2 separate regions of the Arachis hypogaea genome follow, and region 1 is linked to region 2. The links are chromatin contacts, called in public Hi-C maps. All regions are on one chromosome and are shown on one strand. The core of a region is the stretch at or near the end of the contact, and the rest is flanking DNA. Distances in the headings are between cores, read along the strand shown.

Region 1 (5,761 bases), core at 2,345-4,844, 130 kb after region 2:
CTCTTGCGTAGTCTACCACTGACAAAGAAACTGCGGACAGCCTTAAAAATATCCTCCCCTACTAAACTCCAATAGAATTGAAAAAATTTAGCCGTAAATCCATCATCACCAGGGGCACTTTGGAGGTGAACACTAAAAACCGAACGTTTTACCTCATCAAAACTGACCGATCTAGTTAATTTTCTATTCATGGTTGCTGAAACTTTGGTTTCAAAATCTTCAAATGGATGTGCTAGATTAGCTTGGCCAATCGATGTGAAGACATCCTTGAAGTATGTTTCAGCTACTTGTGCAATTTTCTCACAGATGGTAGTATACGTACCATCATTCTTTTTCACTTTCCAAATTTTATTTTTCCAGATTTTGGATTAGAATGATTAAACTTGTATTTTTGTCCCCTTCTTTTAGCCACTTTTTATACGAGATTTCTCCCTCCAATAGCTTTCCTCCCTAAAATAAGCATCCTCAAGTTTATTTTCTAAGACTTCAATCTGTTCTCCCCCTGTAATACCCTCCTCTCTAAAGATTTTAAATTGAGATGTGAGTTTACCAATGTCCTTCTTTAAATTAAATTTGTTCTGTTGCTGCCATTGAACAATATAGTGCATACAATGCTTCAATTTTTGTGCCAAAACAAATATTGCTGAGTCATCCACACATTCCTTCTAAGCTTCGGTGATAATTACCCTAATTTCTTCTAAATCACACCACCTCTTCTGAAACTTAAACCTCCGTTTAGATTTTTCTATGGCCGGATTTGTATCAAGGAGGATAGGCGCATGATCCGAACCATTTTCTATGAACCAAGACAGCATGGCTGACGAAAAACGATCCGTCCACTCATCGTTCACAAGTGCACGGTCAAGCCGCTCCCTGATTTGGTCCTGCCCTCGTCGCCTATTAGTCTAAGTGAGCCTTCTCCCAATCATACCAAAGTCCTTCAGTCCACCACTATCAATAAAATGCACAAATTCAGAAATAGATGAAGTTGATTTTAACCCCCCTCCTTCTTTCTCATCGAGGCTCACTATAGCATTAAAATCACCCATAATTACAACATTTTCAAGGAAACGTTGTACAAAAGAGAAAAGTTCTGTGTATTGGGTAGAACGAATCCCATCCAAGCTATTTAAATGTACCCCAATCAGCTTCTAAGAAAAGTTCAAAGCAGGATCAGTTACCTAGGCAGCTATGAAAAACTCTTTTTCAGCAAGAACCTCAACCGTTGTGCCCTCCTACCTTGCTAAAGCTAATCCACCAGCTGTACCCGTCGGACTAACAATCTTTTTGTCTGTAAAATGACAAGATCTCAACTTATTTTCTACCAGACGAGATTGGTTTTTTGTTTCACATATAAACATAATTTTGAGGGAGTGGGATTGACATATCCCTTTAAGGTTATAGACTGTCAGAGATCTCCTCAAACCCCATTCCATAAAAGAACTTTCATGGCGAATTAAAGAAAAAGAATAAAGAAGAGAATAAAGAAAGAAACTTTGTTTTGGGAATAAAGAATTCTCATGACAAAAGTTAAACATTGACTTAAAGGGCATAAAAACTCTATTTTAAGAAAAAACCTAACCGAACAATTGAAAAGAGTATATACTCCACATATATAACGAGATTGCTATGTTAAAGGTTTAATTTTTGAGAATTTTTATGTGCTTATATCACTTTTGCGATTTTTGTTTTATTCTGCCATACAAATCAATGGTTTGTTGAGGCTAGCTTATTAGATTCTCAGTAATTTGTTTGCTTTTATTATTTTTGGGTATTATGAAATTATCTAATAGAATAGAACATGACAGATTAAGCTTTTATGTGCGGTTATGTGCAGTACTAATTGCAAGTACTTTTTTTGTACTTCAATCTTAAGTTGCAAATGTCTTTTCACCTGAAAAATTATGATCCAAATTGATTTAACATATTTTTAATTATTCTGTTAGTTTTTATAATTTTACTAAATTTTTAATTAAATTTTTATAACTTTTTTTAATTTAATTCTTACACTACTTTTAATTTTATAGACAGTTTGTAAAAAATTTGTAACCATACAAAGAGAGTCAAAATGGCATTCGGATATATACCATTGAGAATCTCATGGCAAAGTTTCATTGGGATGGAAGACCATCATCTCTGCAGCATTTATTTGATGCAAGTTTAATGAGTATATATATGTGCCTCTGCCATGAAGTTGGAGGTTTATAATTTGGATCTAACCACACCTGTGTTCTTAAGTGTATTGATTATTCCTGTTTTTATCGGTTTATCACTTTGATTTGATATAGTTCTCAGGAGTTATGATAATCCTAGTTCATAGTTAAAGATAATTTAAATTCATTTGTCACAATGAGGTTACTTTATGCCAAGCATGATTAGCGATATATATAGAGGAAAATTAAAGATTGGTTTAGTGGTTGGCACATTTGCATATTAGTAGATGCAGTATTTTATCTTCATGATTGATTCTATAATCGCCATTTAAATTTGGTGCTTTCAAGTTCAACGGACTGTTTAATATTAAGTTATATTGGTATCTAAATGTGTGGAAAAGCATATCCATGAAAAGCTGTGGAATCAGGAGCGATTTTATAAGATGAGGAAGAAGATATTATGGCGATTTTACAAGCACAAAATGAGAAAATAGCGGTGAAGAGAAGGCTGGCAAAGCAGAAGGAAAATGCGAGAAGGAGTCGGCCAAAAAATCAAAATAAGGTGAGCAAAATTTTGTTTAAATGATTATGAGCTGTTGGAATATTAGGGGGTGGAGGGGACGGTAAATTGAGCATGCTGAAATCTTTGAAGAGTAAATATAACTTGAACATGTTGGGATTGATTGAAACAAAAAAAGAAGTGATTACTAAATATGAGGTTGCAAGGCTTTGGGGATCTAGTACTGCTGGTTGGGAGTTTGTGGAATCTGTAGGAACGGCGGGGGTCTGTTATTAATTTGGGATGATGGAGTGTTTCAAGTACATCACAGCTATAAAGGTGAGAGGTGGCTGTGTGTTGAAGGCGTATTAACAAGGACCAACTTCCGCTGTGCTTTTTGTTTGGTGTACGGGGCGCATGGGAGGGAGGCAAAGAAGGGGGTGTGGGAGGAACTGAGTTATGTGGCGGGGCTGTGTCAGGTTCCTTTCTGTTTTTTAGGGGACTTTAATGAAATTTTACAAGTTGAGGATCGCAAAGGAGTTACTAGCTTGCCGGCATCATCGGAAGAGTTTAAGGGATGGGTGCATGACATGCAGTTAATAGATTTGCCTCTTACTGATAGGAAGTATACATGGTTTAGGGGGCGTTCCTGTAGTCGGATTGATAGGGTGATGGTTAATATTGAATGGACTGAGAAGTTTCCGGATATTAGGATAACAGGTGGCCCAAGGGGGCTGTCCGATCACTCCCGGTGATCTTGGAAGGTACAAGATTAGGGGGGGCCCTAGACCATTCAGAAGTTTGGGTTCCTGGTTTACGCACGAGGGATTTTTGAGAATGGTGAAGGATGAATGGTGAAGCCTCGGAGAAGCGCAGTTCACGTGCAAGCTGAGGGCTTTAACAATACCACTGCGGCAATGGCACAAGGATCACTTCCGGGACATGGATAAGAGACTCATGAGGTTTAAGGAGGAGCTCACCAGGCTGGACAATTTAGTTAGTGATGGGATTTATGATGGTACAACGGAGGCTAGAAGGAAGGCGCTTGTGAGCTTTTGTTCAAAATGGTACATTAGAAAGGAAATACACTGGAAACAGATGTCTCGGTCTAAGCATGCTACAAACATGGATAAGAATACCAGATACTTTCATAACATTGCTTCGGCCAGAAGACGGAATAACAAGATCGATGCAATGATGATACATGGAAGACTTGTGCGGAATCAGGCGAGAATAAAAGGTGCGATTAGAGGGTTCTACAAGGATTTATATAGACATGAATATGTTCCGAGGATTGGAATCAGGGATGGCTTAGTAAAGTGTATCCATAGGGATGAGGCTGAAGCTTTAGAAGTGATGCCGACGGATGAGGAAATCAAGGAGGCTGTGTGGGACTGCGAATCTTCCAAGGCCCCAGGGAGTAATGGGTATAACATGAACTTCATAAAGAAATGCTGGGAGGACATTGGGCCGGAGCTGCGGTAATGGGGTTCTTTCAAAGTGCGAAGTTGCCAACGGATGTCAATGTAACGTGGGTGACACTAGCTCCAAAGTTTGAAGGTGCAAAGGAGGTGAAGGATTTTCGGCCGATTAGTATGGTGGGGTGTGTATATAAAGTGATTTCGAAGGTGTTGTTGAGAAGAATGCGATCTGTGATGCCGGGGTTGGTCGGAGAGACTCAGACTACATTTGTAAAGGGAAGGAAAATTCATGATGGCGCACTCATAGCCTGCGAGACGGTTCATTGGCTGAAGACTCGGAAAAAGACAGCAGCCATTATCAAATTGGATTTTCAAAAGGCCTATGACAGAGTGAGATGGAGTTTTGTTGACATTGTGCTCCAGAAAATGGGCTTCGGCCAAAGATGGAGGAGTTGGGTGAAGGAGTGTGTTACTACGGCTACCATGGCAGTCTTGGTAAACGGGTCACCTTCCAAACCATTCAAGATGGAGAGGGGACTAAGACAAGGGGACCCACTTTTCTCCACTGCTGTTCGTATTAGTTGTCGATGTTTTGCATAGGATGTTGGGGGAAGCCGTCAGGAACGGACGTATTGCTCCACTGCTGGTAGGGGGAGATCATATTGAACTGTCGCACCTACAATTTGCAGATAACACTGTTTTGTTCTGCTCGCCAGAGATTGCAACAATTGTAAACTATAAGAGACTGTTCTGGTGCTTTGAGTTGATGTCTGGGCTGAGCATCAATTTTGATAAATCGAATCTGATATCAGTGAACTGTGAGCAAAGATGGATTGATCAGGCATGTGGACTACTGGGATGCTAGCAAGATGCTCTACCGGTTAGATACTTGGGAATTTCTCTAGGTGCGAATCCGCGCTTGGTGAAGACTTGGAAACCAATCATTGATAAGGTGGAACAGAAGCTTAGCTTGTGGAAAGCAAAGGTTTTGAACAAATCAGGTAAGCTGGTCCTTATCAAATCGATACTGAATAGTCTCCCCATATATTACCTTAGTCTGTACAAGATGCCGAAGGCGGTGGCGGACAAGCTGATCGCTTTACAACGGAACTTTATGTGGTGCAAGGAGAACGGGAACTATGGTATACCTATGGTTAAGTGGGAGCTAGTTCAGGCTCCAAAAAAGGTTGGGAGCTTGGGGGTTGGTGATGCAGTGCTGAGAAACACAACGCTTCTGTTTAAGTGGTGGTGGCGGTTTTCAAAGGAGGATTACCCGTTGTGGAAGAAGATTGTTTGTTCGTGCAACAAGTTGAACCCGGATGTAATGTTAGCAACTCAGCCTTTACCAGTAAAAGGAGGGCCTTGGAAAGACATATGTCAGCTGAATATAAAAGAACCGCGGATTCGAGATAAAGTGGTAAGTGGACTGGCAATGGAAGTAGGTGGTGTTCTCAAAGGAAGTTATCCGAGACTCTACTCTTTCTCAAGCCAGCAAGGACTTGTCATTGGGGATTGTGGTTTTTGGGATGGGCTTGATTAGATATGGAATTTTCAATGGAGGAGAGAGTTGTTCCAATGGGAGCTGGAACTTGTCAATCAGCTTCATGAGAGGTTAAGGCCAGTGAAGTTGTCATCAGGTCGGGAGGACAATGTGGTGTGGAAGTATGAAAATAAAGGTGTTTTCTCTA
Region 2 (6,628 bases), core at 3,303-5,802:
GGGGTGGGGGTGGGGGGAAGGGGAGAGGGGGAGGAGGAGGGGGAAGGGGAGAGGGGGAGGGGGACGGGCGAGCCACTGCCGTTGGAGTCCGCCTCGCCGCCTCGCCTCGCCGCCTCCGCCTCTGCGTCCGCCTCACGCCTTGCTTCTGCTTTCTTGCTTTCTGTTTCTGTTTGGTGTTGTTTCTGTTTCTGTTTAGTGTTGTTTCCTGCTTTCTTGATGGTGGTCTTGGTGGTGGTGGTGGTGGTGGTGGTGGTGGTGGTTGTGGTTTGGTTGTGGTTGTTGTTATGGTTGTGGTTGATGTTGGTGTTGATGTTGGTGTTGGTTGTGGTGGTGGTGTTGGTGTTGGTGGTGGTGCTGGTGCTGGTGGAGGAGGTAATTGTGTTGGTAGTGGTGAGGGTATTTTTGTCCAAAAAAAATTAAAAGTACGATTTTAATACGAAAAAAAAACGTTAAGTATGATTCTAAATCGGAAATTATGTTGGGGACGGTTTCGATTTCGACCCTCAACATGAAGGACCAAAACAATACTTATCCCATCAAAATTCAACTCATCATTCCAAAACAGTGCTGTTCATATTGAAATCGTACTCATATACAATTAGTTTGCAAATAAAAAGACATTATACACTACTTTTGTAATATGAAAACTTTCATCCCTTTTCTAAAAAAATGGAACAATCTACTAAACTTGCTATTCTTTTTGGTGTATCGTATGGTATTGCCTAAACCTAATTTTAGAATGCATTTCTGGAAGAGGAAAAAAGGGTAGGCCAAGACCAACGGTCAATTAACATTGTGGATTAATCATTAATGTGATACCAAGGTACAAAACGGTAGAACCCAGGAAAAGCCTCACTAGTATGGAGAATATGTCGTAGCATGGAATATGCATTAGAGCCACAGTAAAATACTTGAAAATTTCAAGAGGACAAGAGATAACAAATTAATAATACATGTATGATCATTTGAATCATTAAGCATAAGTAATTAGCTAGGACTACTTTCATATATGAAAATATTGTACAATTGTATTCATTACACATAACATATTTTTCATTCGAAACACACCATAAGGGTGCAAATGGGGATGACAAGTCAAGAAAAGGATGAGGCCACCTGTAACAATTAAGGGTGTCAAACTAGAAACAACCAAAATCTTAAAGATACCGATTTTTTTCCTAATCAATTAATTTAAACTTTTATTTAAATGGAATTTTTTAAAAATAATAAACAATAATAAATGTGGTATTTTTAATCGATACTTCTAAATTTCTCAAAATGATATATATGTATAATCAAAGCATAGGTAAGTATGCTTTTACCACATTGAAACACAATCATGGAGGATCTACTGAAAAATCACAAATATGCACGTCCACAACATAAAATATGCAAATCAGAACTTTGAAAATCCCTGCATGTGTAAGAATAAGTATTTGTGAGTTTAGTATTTTGAATACGCTACATGTCCAAAAACAATAATTATCAAGAAACTGACAAATTTAACAAGAAAAAAATGCAAACATTTATAAAATACTAGAATCCAAACTCACCATGCAATTCAGGGTTGTGTCACTGAGCAAGAAACAACGTTAATGGAGTGCATGAAAAACATAAACTGTAAGGTAGTAAAAGATGCAAATATTTTCAGATGAAAAAAGCAAACTACTATAGTCTTTGGCTATGCAATGCAATGTGAATTGTTAGAGAATATAACGGTGGCTTCATGACACCCATACTTATAATATCGAGATTGTAGTCTTTGGGTGTCAGCAACGGAAAGAGGATAAGCCAGAACACAGAGTCAGTGAGCATTATAGCACCTGCACAAATCTATATATTCAATAGATAATGAAAAATAATGCTAAAAGCCTTTTATGTTTGATGAAAAATGAAAAATGTATTCCAGGATCTTATCAGAGTCACCTGAAAAATTATTTGAAAAATGTAACCCCATAAACTGGCAATTTCACTAGCATGGGGATGTTGATGAACATTTGGACTCTTGGGAATGCCTTGCTCTGCATCCAAATAAGCATGATTCACTGTGCAAACTTCAAATAACATGATGTTTTACATGTGTCAGCGAAAGAAATGCATAAAAAATAACCAATGCCAAGAAAGAACACTTACTTCTCTGATATTCTTGCGCCAATTCTTTGTAATCTGTTGGATCCCTTTCAACAAATCATATAATTATAACCTAATTGAATCACCAACTTGGCATAACAAACATCAAATTCATTCACACTATCACAATATCTGAAGTTAATTTAGCTTTAGAGTCAGAAACCTCAAAACATTTTTTTGGGGGGGGGGGGGGGGAGGTTAAGAGTCAGTAGCTTGAGTGCTAGTGAATGTAGCATGAGGATCTGAGAATGATGAACTCCATTCTAGAAGAAAATGAAGGGCAGATAAGTAGGTTTATTGGGAGGAAGATGGAATTGGCATGTGCACTTACTTTAAGCTGCTACTTCTGCTTTCAGCTATAATGCTCCCTCTCAATCTAACTGTCTCAACTCTCAGCTCACCACCACCGTTTTTCATTTTTGGTCTTTGGGTATAGGCTACACTAGAATCGAGACTACAAACTATATTTGGGCCTAAATTGGACAAAACAGACGCAATATGGACAAACATTAACTCGATTGGTCCAAAAAAAAGTAGCGTCTTTTTTGAAAGTTTTGGATAAGGCAACACGAAACGGTAGCCCCTGGTGTTATTTAACACGTGATTTGCAGCGGAGGCCTAGCACAGATGACACATTTATATGCCTCTTTCAAACTGTACCCGGGTTCAAATTTCAACTGAGGTTGGATGTTGTTTAAAGAACCCACAATACATATGTAATGTGTGTGAGTGTGTTATGTGTGTATCTGAAGTATGGGTATAATGCGGTAATAGAGCTGACATTAGGCGTGTACATGGGTCGGGCCACATTGGATTTGACTTAGCCCAGACCTGATCCGAAATATAGACCGGATATAATTTTTAGACCCTAATCCGATCCTAGACCCGATAAAACTTACGCACCTTCAGGCTGGGTGAAAACAGGGTCTTTAACATGTAAAAATCTTCTAATCCCCAACCATTATTTCACAATTCACATAGTAAAATTCACTTAGAAAAATATAACAAGAACCAACCCTTCTCTAAAATTAAAGCATAATCAATACTAATATTGTCTAATAACACCAAATATTTAAATCAATACAAATAACACAATATTATCCATTAGTCTAAAGTCTTATGCATTTTAAATATAAAACATTAAGTTATAATCTTATAATGATTAATAACACAAAATATTAAGGTTTACAATATTTAAATTCCACATAAGAATAGCCATCATCCATCACTAATAACACAAAATATTAATTGTGTATGATGATTGGGCCATCGGGTCGAGTTCGGGTGACCCGAGCTATGGCCCGGACCCGACCCGAAATAATGACCGGGTCTATTTTTGAGATCCTTACCCGACCCTAGACCCAATGAAATCACACTAAATTAGTACCTAAAGTGTTCGGGACCGGATCGGGCCGGACCATGTACACCCCTAGCTGACATGCTGGCTCTATAGTGTTAGATCTAGGGATGGCAATTTTTTTCGACGGGACGGATATCCGCAGAGATTTACTTGCCGGAAGACGGGTATGAGATTTTTTCCTACACGTGGGGACAGGGAACAGGGACCCATTAATTACACGGGGTTGGGGCGGAAAAAGAGGTCCCCACCCCTCAGGAATCCGTATAATAACCGTTTATATGATATTACAAAAATATCCCTCTTTTATATATATATATATATAATTAAAGAACCTTAATTCCCTTACTCTCCCAGTGACCCAATCTTTATGCCATCACTCGTTCCTCTCTTCACACTCATTACCGGCGAGATTGCGTCCTGTTCCCCATCACCGTTGCATCGTGCTTCTCCATCCTATTCACCATCTCTCGGTACCTCCACCTTGACTCAGTCTTTGCTACACCGACTGCTTGTTTACGCTGCCAATCCCTCGTTGTTGTCGCAACCGGTCTTTCTCGTCGTTGCTCCTTCTTCCTCACCTTCCTCCGTCGCTGCTACCACTCACTTTCTTTCTCTCAGTGTGTCGCTCGCTACTTCTTACTCACAGCTTCGCCGCTGCCTCCACCTTTGCTCCGTGACGAAGCCTCAAATTTATGACTCTGCGTCGCCTCTGCTCAGCGAAGATGACGACGACTCTGCTCCATAGCCGGCCACCTTACAATATGTTGGATGTTTCTGTTGATTGAAGACATTGGTTTTAATATATGTTTTGATTTTTAATTGATGAAACTGCTATGAAATTGGGTTTAGTTGAATTCTGTTAATGTAAAATTAGGATTAGGCATGGTTTTGAATACTCGATCGGGTTGACCGATCCGACCAGAAACCAGACACCTTGTGATTCGGTCTTAAAGAGAAAACCATAATTCTAAAAACTGTTTGTGAACCGGTCGAGAACCGGCTGGTCGGATTGAACCGGGACCCGGCCGGTTTACAGAAACGCCATCTTTTTGAACTTAGAGCATAGAATCGCGCGACCTTCCTTCATCCTTCCTCTTTTCTTCAGTTCAAAATTCACCAAATCAGAAAGAAAGCTAAAAACTGAAACCCTGAAACCCTAGCTTCTCCACCACCGACGCAGGGACCGTCGTCCGACGCTCAGGCACCACGGTCGTCGTCTGGTCGTGCGCTCTTCTTCCTCATTCAACAATCGCACCTTCTTCCTCGAGTTCGGCGTCAGTCCCTTGCCTTTGTCTGCTCCGTCGCGTTCCTGCCGCCGTCTGTCGCGCTCAGGCACCAACGTCTTCGTCCGGTCGTGGTGCTCGAAGTTCCAACCCACCAATCGCAGCTTCTTCCTCGAGCTCGTTGTCTTGGAGTCTGCCCTTCGTTTGTTCAGCTGCAGCTTCTTTCAACCCACCAGCGTCTTCGAGTCGTTCTCGTCGCCTGGCCTCCGCCTCCGTCGCGCTTCTGCCCCTCTGCTCAGACTGCTCAGAAGTCAGAACGAAGGTTTAGGATTCTGCCAGTGCTACTCAGATTGGTTTCTTCGTTTTTCTTTTGAATTTTTCGTTCTTGGTTCTTTGTTCTGCTACTGCTAGCGCTATTCAGATTGAATTGTTGAATGATTTGCTCTGCTCACTGCTGTGCTGTACTATGTTTTGTTGCCTTTTTTTTTTTGTGCTGTGCTAAAACAAATTGTGCTGAAATTGTCCTGATAGCCTGAAACCTTGATAATCCTTGTTAATCTTTGGAAAAGTTTGTTGCTGCTGTGTAACTTTCAATTGTTCCTGCTGGTGTTGTTGCCTTATTTTAAATTTGAATTGGTGGTGGTGTTGTCTTACAATTTGCTATAATTTGTTAATTTGGTTTAATTTTTCTACTGTGCTGATCTTTGTTTAAATTATTCTCTGTTCATTGTGTTAACCGTTATTGTGAACTTGTTAATTTTCTAATTGTTCTTGTGCTGAATGTTAACTTGTTTTAATTCTTCGTTGTGCTTGTCCTTGTGGTTCAAATTCTCCTTATTTGAAGGCTTTCTTTTTTGTTCTGGATAAGCCTGCATTTGGCTTAGATGAACTTCTCTATGATGCTGTTTCTATATATGAAGAATATTTAATTATATTGTAATTCTAAGTCATTCAATTCTTCTATTAAGTATTATGCATCTAGATTCATTTTATTGCCATTTGTCAGTGATTAATTGAACTCCAATTCATTTTATTGCCTCTAATTCGTTTGTCTTAGTTTAAGGTGGATATATGAGATTTTAAATATGGTGATATGGTGAAAAAGTTTTATTTTGATTTACTATCTTATTTTCCCATATAAAGTATGAGTATCATGCCATGATGCAATAATAATTTAATCTTAGTCATCAAATGATATATATCATGCTACTTGGATGTTTGCTTCTTGTTTCCTAGGAAGTTCATCAGTTTCTTGGCTGTCCCTTTTAATACGTCGAGACTTCATTTATCTGAGTTTTGGCAAATGCTACACTATTTATATGTGTTTTGGCAAATGCTACACCATTTCTTCTAAAGTTTGAATAATATTTTGATGTTTGTACTTTTTTAGGGTGTTTATTTATTATTTTATTATAAACAGTTTTTCTGGTTTAACCACAGTTGGACCGGTTGGAACAGTGAATCAATGACTAGAGCGGTTCGATGACCAGTCCAGTTTTCAGAACCTTGGGTTTAGGTTTAGGGTTTGCATTATGTTAATTGATAAATTTGGGTTTAGAGTTAGATTCTGTTGCTGTGAAACTGGGTTTAGGGTTTGGATTCTTATTATGAAATTGGGATGAGACTGGGTTTACGGGTTGGATTCTTATTGTGAAATTGGGACATTTAATTATAATACTGAGTTTAGGATTTTGATTCTGTTAATTATCTTTCTTTTTCAATTTTTTTTTCCGGATATCCACGGAGACCCCGTTCTCCGGCGGATACGGAGTCCCCGTTACCTGTCACGCGGACGGGGACGGGGACGAATTATGTATGGCTGGGGTGGGGACAGGGGGCAGGTGGTATGTTCCCGCCCCCATGGAGACCCGTTTCCATCCCTATGTAGATCCATCGGGACGAAACCAAAACCTTG

Evidence for each region. Hi-C and Micro-C count contacts between places; a contact is called where the count stands out from the background.
Region 1: a contact with region 2 is called in a Hi-C map of an unstated tissue, with 5 times the contacts expected there. The contact joins the promoter of LOC112757369 here to the promoter of LOC112754661 in region 2. A contact is called at or near these places in 4 of 8 Hi-C or Micro-C datasets (leaf and an unstated tissue).

Annotation. Positions count from the first base shown.
Region 1 is chr16:112,667,795-112,673,555 of arahy.Tifrunner.gnm2.J5K5, forward strand. It overlaps LOC112757369, which reads left to right and starts at 3,595. Exons shown (of 1, transcript XM_025805956.1): 1 at 3,595-4,137. The coding sequence starts at 3,595. The coding sequence ends at 4,137.
Region 2 is chr16:112,537,685-112,544,312 of arahy.Tifrunner.gnm2.J5K5, forward strand. It overlaps LOC112754661, which reads left to right and starts at 4,553. Exons shown (of 7, transcript XM_025802363.3): 1 at 4,553-5,035.